Regions from separate parts of the Mus musculus genome. Here all the other regions are linked to region 3. The links are chromatin contacts, called in public Hi-C and HiChIP or PLAC-seq maps. All regions are on one chromosome and are shown on one strand. The core of a region is the stretch at or near the end of the contact, and the rest is flanking DNA. Distances in the headings are between cores, read along the strand shown.

Region 1 (4,877 bases), core at 1,235-3,734, 460 kb before region 3:
GGGCACCGAGGGCCTTAGGAGAGGAAGTCTGCAGGAATCACCCACATTACTCTCCCCTGGTCCCTCAAGGTGGGGCTGACACTGTCTTCTCTTACCCTTGGCTCAGCATGGAGCTCTGTCCACCTCTCTCGGATCTGCCAGCTGCCCACTGTGGACCCCAGACTTTTCTCTGTCTCAGGCCACATAACAACAACAAAAAGAAAACCCTACAGTAAATCTTTCTACACAGACAGGGAGAAGGTGTGTGCAGAAAGTTAGGTATACAAAGGAATTTCTTTAAAATCCACTCTCAATAGTCACTCCTCTTACTGATGAAATCAACAATGCCCCTAATTCACTGTATTTAAATGTTATCTCCAAATATTCATATTTTGAAAATAAAGCATTTTACTCATGTTCCCACCTTCTACACACAGAGTCAACAGAAATGGTTTCAATCTCAAAATTACAGTTCTGTTTTTATAAACACTGAAAGTCATTACTCTGTAAAACACAAAATCTGTCAAGAGTTTTAAAATGATTTTTAAAGGTAATGAAACGGGCTCTGCTCATTCCCAGGCAAATCAGATAGCCTTGTCCAAATAGAGTCTCGTGGTTGACATCTAATTACCCTTGCTGGTTGGCTCACACTGAGGAAAATGACTGTTGCTACCTTTTCCATTGCTGGTGTAACATTTCGGAAACCTTCCAGTTAACTGTCAGATATTCAAAGATTGCAGTAAAGTGGTTACCAGGAGCTGTGGTATGAGTATTTGCATGGAATTCCCAGATATCCAGACACAAGGCGGTTCCCTGGTCAGTTGGGATGACTCCCAGATGGAGAGTTTAGTTTAGTTTAGTTTAGTTTAGTTTAGTTTTGTTTTGTTTTACAGGACTGACTTTACAGGGCTCAGCCATAGCCCTTTCACCAGAGGCTCTTTCACACTCCACTCACCTCCCATCAAAAGAGATTCTATTTGTAGCAAATGGAGACGACCACTGAGACCTATAGCTGGTAAAAATGTAGACAATAAATGTCTGCGGGATTCCTAAGCTCAATTGTTACATTTACAATACAGCCTGTGCACCTAAGGCTCAGGGAAGATCATGGGAAAGGAGATATAAATATTGTTAAGAACCAGAGAACCAGGATATCTGCTGAAGGTAGTGTCTTCTATACATGACAAGGACACCCATAAAACCTCGACACTGTGGTTGCCTAGCAAAGACCCACATAACGATCACAACCAGTTGACATACCAACACAGATAGGGGAATCTCACAAGGTCCTCCTTCTAGATGAAGAACTACTAGCAAACAATAGCGGTGGAGAAAGGGAGAGGCCGTTTTTCTCCAGGAAAAATTCCCCTAACAAGTTATCCAGTTCTGAATGGTCAGCTCTAAGCACATATACTAAACAGCAGTGTGTGCACCAGTAATTATTAAAGAATAGTGTTGTGTCTGGCCAGCAGATTACAGGTTTGGGTTTTAGCCTGGAAAGGCATTTTGGAAACCGGGAAGAGAAGAGGGGCTGGGCTGCGTGAGATAAGGAAGGAACCAAGACAAAGGTCTCTGCTTAAGGTTTAATTTTTACGATTCCGGCACTCTGATTCCGGCACTCCGTTATGAAGGAAGGGGGAGGGGCCTGATTCCCGCCAAATAATCTTGGAGTCCAGTAGCAGGGTGACCACATGTACGGCTCCGAACAGCAAAGCGGCAGATTCCAGCAGTGGGCATGGCAGAACAATTGAGCCGCCAAGCTCCATCCAGGTGTAAACAGTGGAACCATTAAGGCTGGGGGAGGGGAGGCTACATCTCCTCCCTGTTGTTAATAAAAAGAAAAAGAAAAAAGAAAAGGCTGGCCTGAGGTAAATTTATCTATGCTCAATAGTTTTGCCTGAATTCTTAGGGCTAAAGAAAAAGCCTGTCTCCGTGGGATTCCCTAACTTTTCTTATGGTAAACCGTGTCTGGATAAGACTGTCCTTTCTATCCTAGTAAACAACTAACAGAAAAGCCCTGAGTTGTAGGCTCTGACTTTATAATGCTAATTAGTGATGAATAGGTAACTTCCTAGTTGAATTTTAAGTAGGGCGTTGGATCCCTGGCAAAGTTTGACTGAACAAATTTGAAATGCACTCTATTAAGAATAACACTGAGTTGATATTCCTCTGCATAGGAGGTTATGGTGGAATAACAAAGATAATACACATGTCCACTGTCTCTCCTGACTCTCGCTTGCTGAATACTGCTTTATGCTGCTGGGAAGGGAACATGAAGAAAAGTTAGGAGAGCAATGGAGGGTGTCCATAGATCCAGGCTGCTGGAGATGCTGGAGCCCAAATGTCTTACAAGTGAGGTGATAACATAATGAAGAGAATGCCCATTTGTCTCACTGACCATGACTCAAAGAATGCCCTTTACCAGGATCTGCTGGTGAGAGCAGGCAAAGGAAGCAACAGACACAGTGTTGGGAGGTGGTACAGAGTCAAGTCATCTACACACACAGAGGTGAAAGCCTGGCTCCACAGGAAAGGGCGTGGCCTGCTTGGAGTCAGGGTGTCCACTCTGTACTGTTGCATACCATGTCTATGCTCCCATTCATGTTACAGGGGTCACAGCCTTGAGCCAGGCCAAGCGGTGCCAGCCCGTCATCTCAGCATCTCAGGAGGCTGATAGAAGAAGATCACAAGTCCAAGACCTGGCTCAACAATTTAACAAGACCCTTTTTCAAAATCAAAGTAAAAGAGGATGAAGAAGGTCAAAGACATTCTCTGTGACAGAATGGGATGCCACAGGTTAATCTCCAGCATCACAAAAAGAAAAAAGGAAAAAAAAAAAAAAAGAAAGAAAAAAATAGTTTCCCCCAGTTCAGAAGAGACTGGACTTTTGAACAACTTTGGGACTATTAAAACTATGGGGACTTTTGAAGCAAGAGTGACTGTTCTACGTCTTGAGGTGGCTGGCTGTGAGCTTTGGGGAACAATGAGTGGAATATTATGGTTTGTATCTGAAATGTATATCTCGGGTTCATGATTTCATCACTTAGTCCCCAGCTTACAGAGCTATTTAGAAAGCTGTAAAGGCCTTTGAGGGTCACAGGCATCTGTATTTCCAGCCTGATTGATTTATCTGCTTCTTGCCCATTGCCCATCTCTGCCGTACAATCCCTGAGAAATGAATGAAGAGGCTCCTGCCATGCCTTTCCTGGCACAATGGGAAAAAACCCTTCTCCCTCTGTCTCCTAGTTTGCTTTTTATTGCTGTGATAAACACCATGACAAATCCAGGCTCAGGGAGGAAAGGGCTTATTTGCCTTGCACGTCTGTGCCACAGCCCATCATGGAGGGAAGTCTGGATCTGAACTCAAAGCAGACACCTGGAGGTGGGAACTGAAACAGAGGCCATAGAGAAACACTGCTTATTGGCTTGTTCCTTGGCTCAAGGTTGGTCAGCCATCTTTCTAAAACCTTTCAGCACCATCCAGAGATAACATTTCTCACAGTAGCCTGGGCCCTCTCGTATCAAATCATTAATTAGGAAAAAGCCACCAAAGACTTGCCTACAGGCCAATCTGATGGAGGCATTTTCTTAACAGATATCTGGTTACATCGCAGTGACAAAAACCCAACCAAGACACTTTCTTTTATTTTGCTTTTATTTAGGTACTTTGGTCACCATAACACTATGGCGACTGAGAAGATAACAGTCGTACAAATGCCTCAGGGTTGGAGGGCCTTTAAGACTAGAGAAGCTCCATGTACCCTGGGTCAGTCCCACTTAGACTAAGAGTCCATGTCCAGGTGTGAAGAAGCAGAGGGTGTAGAGGGTTTAGATGTTTTGTCCCTCTCAGGAGTGTAGATTTACTAACTGCACAAACCATCCTTTCCTGTGGGTCATCCATGGTTACCTCTGAACTTCTCCAAGCTCATTTCATAAGTAGGTGCAGGGTCACAGGTTAGGCCCATAGCAGACCTGTCTGACTCAGAGTATTCATGCTCTATCTCCTCAGGCAGCCTGTTATCCTGTCCACCCAATCCCACTGTGGTAACCACCATTTGAAAGGACTCAACGCTGTGTGTCTGTGGGTTAGTTCTGTGAATGCACTTATATGTGTGTGCTGGACAGTATTTAACTTCTTAAGGACCCCCATTACTCTCTATCTTTTTAAATTGTATTTTATTTATTTACATTCCAGACATTGTCCCCCTCTCCTGGTCCCCACTCCCACAGTTTTTCATCCTCCCTCCGCCCACTTGCCTCCAAGAGGGTGCTTTCCCACCAACAGGCCTCCCCTTCCGTGGGGCCTCAAGTTCTCCAGGACTAAGTACATCCCACTGAAGCCAGACCAGGCAGTCCTCTGCTGTACATGTGCCAGGGGCCTTGGACCAGCCTATGTATGCTGCCTGGTTGGTGGCTCTGTCTCTGGGAGCTCACAGGGGTCCAGGTAAGTTGAGACTGCTGGTCTTCCTTTGAAGTCAACCCCCCTTCTGCTTCTTCAGTCCTTCCCCTAATTCAGCCATAGGGGTCCTCAACTTCAGTCCCATGGTTGAGTGTAAGCATCTGCGTCTGTCTCAGTCAGCTGCTGATAGGGCCTCTCAGAGGACAGCTGTGCTAGGCTCCTGTCTTCAGCCTCTCCAGACTTTTCTGACCTGGTTTTCCACCACCAAAAAACAAAGGCAAACTGCTTCCCTCCAGAAATCATTTGCATCGTGTGTATTTTATGTCTAGACCAGAGGCCAGATCCGTCAATTACGCAGCTCTGCGGGCTTGAGTTTGGGCTGCCTGGACACATCTCATTAGGTCTCCCTGGAACATCTAAAACGGCTAACACTGAGACCCCGTGCCCATGGCACCAACAGGATCCTTCTGTGGCAGAGAAGGCAATTTGACTATGAGGC
Region 2 (4,408 bases), core at 262-2,761, 390 kb after region 3:
CCATTACTTGACCTACTCCCAGGGTAAGCTGAGCAGGAAGTATCATGAGACAGCACTGTCCAGGGCTCCCGCTGGGGACCATGGCTCAGGAAGCTCCCTAATGGAAGGCTGCCATGTGTGACAACCTATGATTCTTCTCCCTCCTTTTGTGTTAGACCTACCGGGGGAAGGAAGCATGTTAGGCACTCATTATGCCACAGGGTGGGTGGGGGAAGCTGCCCCTTTCCCTCAGTCATCTGACTTCTCCCCTCCCTACTTTGTTTTCACTAGGAAAGGGGTCTGGGGAAAGACAGTGGGGCTGGGAGCATCTAGAGACCTGACTGGAGATGGGGGTACAAGCATCCCCTGGATGTACCAGAAAACTAGGCAGCCAGAACACTTCAGGAGGCTGTCCTAACTGTAAGAGAGTGTTATACCCTGGATGGCGTCCTGCTCCTAGGAAGATGTTGTGCCTTTGGGAGGATATCCTAGCCCTGGGAGACATCTCATCCCTGAGAGGGTATTCTGGCCCTGAGGAAGATATCCTCATCTTGGGAGGGTGTCCTGTCCCTGGAAGGGTGTGTCATCCTTAAAGAAGGAGCCCTGGCCCTGGGAGGGTTCTAAATACTGACAGTGCTAGTGTGCTGTTGTTGTTGTTGTTGTTACTTGCCTAGTTACTTCTGAGGCTTTCCCCTGGCAGGTGTAGTGGTAGGCAATGGGACAAGTAGTGGCCACTAGTCCCCTTCTTGGTAGTAGTCAGAAAGAACTGCAGGAGCTACCAACCCTGGACCTCTCGTGGCTGATAGCCTTAATCTAAGTGCTGTCAAAGACACATCAACCAGAGGCCGGGCGTGGTGGTGCACGCCTTTAATCCCAGCACTTGGGAGGCAGAGGCAGTCAGATTTCTGAGTTCGAGGCCAGCCTGGTCTACAGAGTGAGTTCCAGGACAGCCAGGGCTATGCAGAGAAACCCTGTCTCAAAAAAAACCAAACCAAACCAAACCAAACCAACCAACTAAACAAACAAAAAGACACGTCACCCAGGACCTTATCACCTCAACAAACCAGCCAGCACCAGATACCATGTAACACCAGGTAGGAACACCATGTAACGCCAGTTTGGTAGCCCTGTGCCCCAGTCTGTTCACAGCCTACCTCCATTGGAACAAGAGTATAGTGTCTCCTTCAGGGCAGTTCATATTGTCCCCATACCCCCAGAGCTTTGTGGGACAACTCCTTTCTTCAGTTGTGAGAGGCCCAGGAGCAGGCTTGACAGGGCAACGTGGACCCAACAGGTCTGGCATTGTCCATGTTTGGAAAAATGACACTCCTGATACCCCTGCATCCTCCTGGAGGCCCCCAGAGAGCCACGCTGGGGCTGCCCAGCCCTGCCTACATATTTGGAAGGGCCGTTGCAGCCCCAGCCAACTCCTCATGTTCTCTGGCTGAGCCGAAAGCCAGCATGTTCTTCCAAGCCTGGAAACTCCCAGAAAGAGGGAAGCTGGCCTCACTGTACGGAACAGAGCCATCTTGAGGTTGGCCCAGGAATGGCCCTTGTCCTCCAGCAAATGTCCAAAGAAACACCACACTGTCTACTCTGCCTGAAGGAACAACCAGTCACGGGCAAGCAGAACCAGGGAACACACACAAGTGGGTCTGGGACAGGCCTGGGGCAAACCAGTTAGAGGAACTTTTAATTTGTGAGTTAATCCAGACCATTAGGTCAATGCTGCTGAGGATGAAAAGGGAAACTGAGTCCCACAGTCTAACCAATTAGCTCCTCGGAAGTGATTAAGCTGGCCTTGGTCTCCTGGCTCCTCTCTTTCAGTCTCAGTGTCTCAGAAAGCCCACTGCCACATCAGGGGGCCTGGGGCTCAGAAGGTTACCCCCAACTCCACAGCAGGATGGATGGAATGTATGTCCCTACTTCAGTCCCTGGGCACAGGCCTCCTGGAGTTGATATAACTGCTGAGGTCACTGTCTTAGGAGAGCACTCACTGCTGGCCCTAGCGGTGGGAAAGGAAGCAGCCAGGCCTGTCCTGAGTCAGCCCATCTGGTTTTCTTCTCTGGCCAGGAGTCTAAAGGAGCCTGGGCCTGCCCCAGCCCAGAAGCTTCCAAGATGCTCTGCAGGCCAAGGCAGGCCCCTCCCACTCCCCAGGCAGGACCAAGAGTCAGCCACTTGCCGGCTGGGGCTCTGAGCCATATTGACCTCTCAGGACCTCCTTGCTCTGAGATATGAAAGAGACCATGAGGATCTTAAGCACAGAGAATCTCCACCCATGGCAGCCCAGGGAACCACTAGCCCAAGCTGCCTCCTTCCTGGCACCAGCCCCAGGTCCCTCTGTACAGGCCTGGCTTGGAAAAGTCATATGTAGAAACCTAGGAGCCTCAGTTCCCAGTCCCTTGCCAGATATAGCTTAGACCAGAGCAAAGCCTCCTCCCCTTTCATTCTTTCTTTCCTTCTTTCCTTCTTTCTTTCTTTCTTTCCTTCTTTCCTTCCTTCCTTCCTCCCTCCCTCTCTCCCTCCCTCCCTCCCTCCTTCTCTTCCTCCCTCCCTCCCTCCCTCCCTCCCTCCCTCCCTTCCTTCCTTCCTTCCTTCCTTCTTTCCTCTAGCCCTCTCCCTAACTCCCCTCCCCCATCTTCTGCCTCTCTCTATGGGTGTGTGAATGCTGTTTTTGAGGCAGGGTTTCACTATATAGCCCTGGATACCCTGAAACTCTCTGTATAGACTGGGCTAGCTTCAAACTCACAAAAATCTGCTTATCTCCCCCTGCCTGGAATTTAAGGCATGTGCTACCATGCCCACTCCTCTCCATGTGTTTTTGAGTCAGGTCTCTCTATGTAGTTTAGGCTGGTCTAGAACTTGGGATCTTCCCGACTCTGCCACCCAAGGGCTAGAATTATAGGCATAAGCTATGGTACTCTCAGTCCTAGAGCCTCTCTATCTGCTCCTACAGGCTACCCACTCTTATCAGACCAAAAGACTTGGGGGCTAATGAGGCTAAGTTGAGCAGAAACCAGGGGTTCCAGTGATCATGAGGCTGGGTATAGTGGTATAAGCCTTTTATCCTAGCACTCAGGATGCAGAGGCAGGTGGATCTCTGTGAGTTTGATGCCAGTCTAGTCTACAATAGGAGACTGCTTCAAAACAAACAAGCCAGCAAACAGAGATATAAAGGCCCTGCAGATACCCCCCCCCCCCGGCTTCTGTGAGAGCAGACACCAAGTGCAATGGCCTAATGGCAGCATCCTGCCCTGCCCTTTGCTTCAGGTGCTGTGCTCAGAACACCATGCAGTAAGCACCCCTCCCATTCCTACATCAGCCATCATTCCCCATCTGCGAGGCTCATTAACGGCCTCATGTCCAGAACACTCTTTGGGAGGCCCATTGCCAATGAAAGCCCTGTGCCTTTGAAGTCTCTGGACTCATGCCAGAGCTGTCCACCCCTAGGATCACAGCCCCTGTGTGGCCTCTAAGCTCCACTCAGTGTCAGCAAGAACAATCCAGCCTCTATCAGCTTGTTCCAGCCAAGAACAAGCAGCCCCACAGATCCGCCCCCCCTGGCCCTTAGCTCTCAGCATCCTTGTGTGTGTACTCAGGATAAGAGAAAGGCCTAGTGGGACTCTCTGTAGGTGACCCTGAAGATCATAAGCCCTAGTTACTGGATGCTGCTATCCACATGAGGCGAAGCAGGGGATCACGTGAGCTGTGCCAGTGATGTCAGAGGGGCCTGGCTAATTCAGGGTGTCCTTGCCTTCCACGGTGGCAGGAAGCTGCACCAGCTAGTGTTGCAAATAAAGCAGAGCTGTCCCCGCTGGAGCCTCCTGGTGTGCAGGTGTGAGGGTCCTTTCCTGTGACCCTGAAAAAGCCTGTATGGGATCAGGAGCGCTATCCCCCACTTCATCCTCACTTGGAGAAGTCAAGGCTCCTGGACCACGCAGGAAGAATGTGGGGGCTATATCCAGGCCGTGGTTAGGCCGACTGAGCAGGTATCTTTCGAGAGGTGGGGAGAAGTGACCTAAGATTTAGGGCCACAGCATCATGTCTACCAATCCAAGAAAGGGCAGGTCAGGTAGCATGGTCCTCAGGGGGACCACAGTGGGTAACTTAGGGTGCACTGTGGTGACAAACGCTAGATCCAAGCCACCCTCTCCTCCAGCAAACATCATTCCTGCTCGAGCATCAGACTGCCTAAAGCCTCAGTCAGGCCACCTACTCAGGTTATAGAGCCGGTGCTCATGTTGCACCCCAACTTAGGAGCTCCCCAGTTTTCTGCTCAGGGTGCCTTGGCTGGCCTCAAAGTCTCTCTTGACTCTACACAAGGATCTAACCTCTAAGGCCTCTCACTGGAGGACTGGAGGTACCTTCCTCCCAGACTTAAATAGAGATAAAAACAAAAACAGTGCTAAGGCATAAAATATGCGAATGA
Region 3 (4,595 bases), core at 1,021-3,520:
CAGGCTCCCAACCAAGAAACTATGCTTTGCACCTTCAGGCTGGGGCTTCCCACACCAACTAAGGCACTTAAGATAGTCCCTCACAGACATCCCCACAAGCCGAGCCCCACCTAGCAAATTCCTCACTGAGACTCTGGTCTCAGATGATTATAGATTGTGTCAAGTTGACAAGTAAGATTAACCATTGTGGCTGGAGAGGTGACTCAGAAGTTAAGAACACTAGACTATATCTTCTAGGATCTGGGTTCAGTACCCAGGGGCAGCTCGCAGCCACCTGTAACTCCAGTTCCAAAAGATCCAATGCCCTCTTCTAGCCTCCATAAGTGTAGCAGAATTTTCCCCCAATGAATTTAAGTAGTAATACAACAAGAAGCCTGTGACTGGGCAGTGGAGAAGGAAGACGGGTGAGGATTTTTAGAGATGGAAGAGAGCGGACAGAGAGGAGAAGGAAGGAAGATGGAGAAAGAGAAAGACAATCCAGATTCTGTGTGGCTTTAAAATATCATAAAAGGGCCGGGCATGGTGGCTCATGCCTTTAATCCCAGCACTCGGGAGGCAGAGGCAGGCAGATTATTTCTGAGTTCGAGGCCAGCCTGGTCTACAAAGTGAGTTCCAGGACAGCCAGGGCTAAAGAGAAACCCTGTCTCGAAAAACCAAAAAAAAAAAAAAAAAAAAAAAAAAAAATCATAAAAGGAAAGAATACTTGAGATAACATCTAATCTAGGCGGGCAGCTTGTATCATTATCAATTGGCTCTGAAATTATTGTGTGGGCATCTTGTGAATTGAGAATTTATTGATATATAAATCTGACTGATTAATTATAAGCTTCTAGAGTTTTGATTTACTGATTAAGGGAATTTGTGATAACTAGCCTAGGGGGTGGATGCTGAGAAGGTACAAGAGGCTCTGAGGCAGGCAATCCGGAACCTGGGGCTGGCTTAGAGGTGGCAAGACCGTTGGGGACAGAGAGCAGCTGTGTATTGCGTGGGATGATACCATTTTTTATTACGTCCCACAACACATAAGCAATACACATATGTGATGTGCGTACATGCATACAGGCAAAACACCCATGTGCACATAAAATAAAACTTTTTAAGGAAGGGGGCCCTGGAGAAATGGCTCAGCAATTTAAAAACTTGCTGCTCTTACTGAGGACTCCAGTTTGGTTCCCAGGACCAGATCAGATAGATCATAAATCACCTACAACTCTAATCCAAGAGGACCCTGCACCCATATGGCACACGCTTACATAGACATAGACACACCAAAAAGTGATTTAAAAATAATAAAAAGGGCTGGTGAGATGGCTCAGTGGGTTAGAGCACCCGACTGCTCCAGAGTTCAAATCCCAGCAACCACATGGTGGCTCACAACCATCCGTAACGAGATCTGACTCCCTCTTCTGGAGTGTCTGAAGACAGCTACAATGTACTTACATATAATAAATAAATAAATCTTTTAAAAATAAATAAATAAATAAATAAATAAATAATAAAACTAACCTTCACAGTAGCCCTCTCTGATAAACAGTGCACTTTTCCTGTATAAAGAGCCAGAATAATACTGAGGGTTTGCATGGCCACACTGGCCATGGCCTAATAATTACATAGTGAGGACCCAAGCAAAAAGAAGATAGGGTGTATGAGCCAAAGGTGGCAGAAGTGACAAATGTGACTTTGACCCAGCTGGGAGAAGTCCCGGGGCATTGGGGAGAAGGGGTTATAAAGAGGATGTTTATTTCTCTGTAGTGAAATAAACCAGAGGTGGGAACCTGAAATGAATTCAGCCCCTGCTGGCTGTTAGCAGGAGTTCTGCCTCTGATGTGGAGGTAGGAAGGGCAGTTCAGCTCCAAGGAGCCCTCTGAGTGGCTTCCGCCTTGCCTTTCTGGCAGGAGCCTCCTGCATCAGGCTGTACTGACCACTCTGTTCTGCCTCCTTCCCTCCTCTAGGAAAACACCCACTTTTCCAGGAATTCACAGTGACGCCTATGCCACGCCAAGTTATTTTTAGAAACTGGCGTGATGAAATCTTCAGAATTGTAAACAACATGCACACGCTTTAGGTCCCAAGTGTACTTGTGCAGCGTCCCAGTTGGCTGCAAAGTGAGATCCCCGGGGAAGGAAAGCAGCGTGTACTTTGATAAAAGCCTGAACTGTACTCGCCAGAGAACGTTCAAAACAGGAAGCAGCTCAGGCTCCGAGAGTCAGGCACAGCCGAGCTGGGGCTGGACAGTATCCCCAAGGACCGTCAGGGTGCGCTGGGCTGTGGCCGCCGCTGTTGTTTGTCCTTGGTCGGTCGGTGAGGCAATAGCTCCAGGCCTGCTTCACAGAGATTGCAGAAGTGGAGTAACAGGTCAGGTGGCCTGAGACCAACATGCCAACAACTGTCTCAGGACGAAACGTGCCCAACAGCACTCTGTCGTGTAGCCTCTCAGGGCACACGCCCATACCCATGCCCGTAGCCATATCGCCACTTGGTGGTCCTGGCGCGAGGAAATGGGAGGAGACTATCTTAAGGAAGAAAGGGCTTTTATAGGGAGGAAAGGTAGATACAAGGTGGCTGTGAGCCAGAAGATGGCACTAGGCAGTCGCCAGCCCCAGTGAAAGTGTCTCTTTTTTCCTCTTTCTGGAACATTTCAATTGACCTTGATCTCTTGAGGCAAGTTTCTGTCATTCCTTTTTACGTTTGTTTGTCTGCTTGCTTGATTTCTTGTCTCACTTTTTTTGTTTGTTTGTGACAGTATTAATATATAACCCAGTTGATCTTGAACTTGCAATCAGTCTTCTTGCTTCAGCTTCCAGAGTGCCAGGATCACAGTCATGTCTCACCGTGCCGGCTCAGGAAGAATTGCCTTTTTGTTTGTTTGTTTGTTTGTTTGTTTGTTTGTTTGAAATAGGACAGGAGCTCTTGTATCCCAAAATGGTCACGAATTCACAACGTAGTGGAGGATGACTTTGAACTTCTGATGCTCCTACCTCTACCTACTGAGTACTGGGATCAGAGTGTGACCACACCCAGTACATGGGGTGCTAGGGCATCAAACCAGGGCTTTGTTGATGCTTGGTTACTACACTCTACCACACTCCTAGCCCTGTCATATGCTTATTTTACAAAGACAAACTTTTCAGTTTTGTAGAAAGAGTAAGCATCAAGGAGAAAGATTTTCCAAATGCCCCTGACCACCCCCTACACACACACACATACACACACACATGCACATACACACACATACACACACATGTACACATACACACACATACATACACACACATAAATACACATACACACACATAAATACACACATACATACACACACATGTACACATACACACACATACAAACACATACACACACACATACACATACATACACACATACATATACACATACACACACACACACACACACACACACACACACACACACACACACACGTACACACGAGTTCCTCTATCAGGATCCTCACCAGAGCGTTTTTCTTTGTTAAACCACACAACTATGGAGTCACCAGTGGACCTGTGGTCCATGTTGCTTTTGCTGCCTGCTCTCTGGACCTGACTCATGCAGAATGGATTACCGTGTTAAGTCCCTGCCCTCTGTCTCAACATCCCACCCCCTGGTAACACCACTTTTTTTTTTTTCCTTTCTCTACAGACTTATCTTTTCCAGAATGGCACCGATAGGAGCCTACAGCATAACTTTTTCAGTCTGGCTTCTCTCAGTATTTGTTTTGTTTGTTTGTTTGTTTATGTTAGAAAGGGTCTCACTATGTAGCCCCGCCTAGTTTGCAACTCATGTAGATCCGGTTGGCCTTGAACTCACAAAGATTGGCCTGTCACCACTTCCTTGGTGCTGGAATTAAAGGTGTGTGCCATCATGCTCAGCCTAGACATGTATTCTCTGTTTTATATTCAAGATTTTTTTTCATGGGTATGGGTAAGTGTTATGCCTACATGCATGTCCATCTGTACCTCAGATGCATGAAGTGGACATGGAAGAGGACGCCGGAGGACGCCCTGGATCTTCATCAGATCCCCTGGAACTGAAGTTACAGAGTTGTGAGCTGACATGTGGGTACGGGGAACTGAACTCGGGTGTTTTCCAGTAATATTGTTCCATGTCTTTTCCTGGCTTGGCAGCTCATAATTGAACACGCTTCCATTGTCTGGGTGCAACAGGATGTATACTCCTTCGCCTCCTGAAGGATACCTCAGCGCTTCCAAGCTTTGGCTGTTACCGCCACGGCCTCCATGAATATGAGTGTGCAGGTTCTGGCGATGCGGACTCTAGTCTTCCTCACACAACCCTCCTCTGAACTCTCCCACATCTGTCCTGCTCAGCTACTACCCAGTCTTGCCCCAGTCTCCTGGCAGGACTCTCCCTGCCCAGGCCGCAGCCTGGCCCTTTGCCCCAGACAGAGCAGTAAGCATTTTCTCCTGACTCCTTGGCACTGTTCCCTTGTTAACTGCATTTCGGGCCATGTGCTATCTTAAGAAGATGTAGTCTTCACAGGACAGATGTCTTCAAATCTCAGACCAAAAATCTTAAAAACAGAAGTAATGGTTTCTGATGTTTATGTATTACAGTAGGGG

The links. Hi-C and Micro-C count contacts between places; a contact is called where the count stands out from the background. HiChIP or PLAC-seq counts read pairs in DNA pulled down with a chosen protein or histone mark.
Region 1: a contact with region 3 is called in an H3K27ac HiChIP or PLAC-seq map of embryonic stem cells, with 2.4 times the contacts expected there. The contact joins two enhancer-like sites. A contact is called at or near these places in 1 of 484 Hi-C or Micro-C datasets (the AML12 cell line) and 1 of 115 datasets of contacts at active chromatin or transcription factors (embryonic stem cells).
Region 2: a contact with region 3 is called in a Hi-C map of the N1E-115 cell line, with 4 times the contacts expected there. The contact joins two enhancer-like sites. A contact is called at or near these places in 2 of 484 Hi-C or Micro-C datasets (the HL-1 cell line and the N1E-115 cell line) and 2 of 115 datasets of contacts at active chromatin or transcription factors (extraembryonic endoderm stem cells and pancreatic cancer cells).

The regions. Positions count from the first base shown.
Region 1 is chr7:138,453,032-138,457,908 of GRCm38.p6, forward strand. No RefSeq gene overlaps it. Among named protein-coding and RNA genes, the nearest start is that of Tcerg1l, 58 kb to the left of the region's middle. Within about 2 kb of position 2,485, at least 8 of the 459 cell types and tissues checked have an H3K27ac peak or open chromatin away from gene starts, as enhancers often do. A contact at or near this core is called in embryonic stem cells, where this site is marked.
Region 2 is chr7:139,307,205-139,311,612 of GRCm38.p6, forward strand. No RefSeq gene overlaps it. Among named protein-coding and RNA genes, the nearest start is that of Gm32486, 12 kb to the left of the region's middle. Within about 2 kb of position 1,512, at least 71 of the 459 cell types and tissues checked have an H3K27ac peak or open chromatin away from gene starts, as enhancers often do. A contact at or near this core is called in the N1E-115 cell line, where this site is marked.
Region 3 is chr7:138,917,426-138,922,020 of GRCm38.p6, forward strand. No RefSeq gene overlaps it. Among named protein-coding and RNA genes, the nearest start is that of Bnip3, 10 kb to the left of the region's middle. Within about 2 kb of position 2,271, at least 284 of the 459 cell types and tissues checked have an H3K27ac peak or open chromatin away from gene starts, as enhancers often do. A contact at or near this core is called in the N1E-115 cell line and embryonic stem cells, where this site is marked.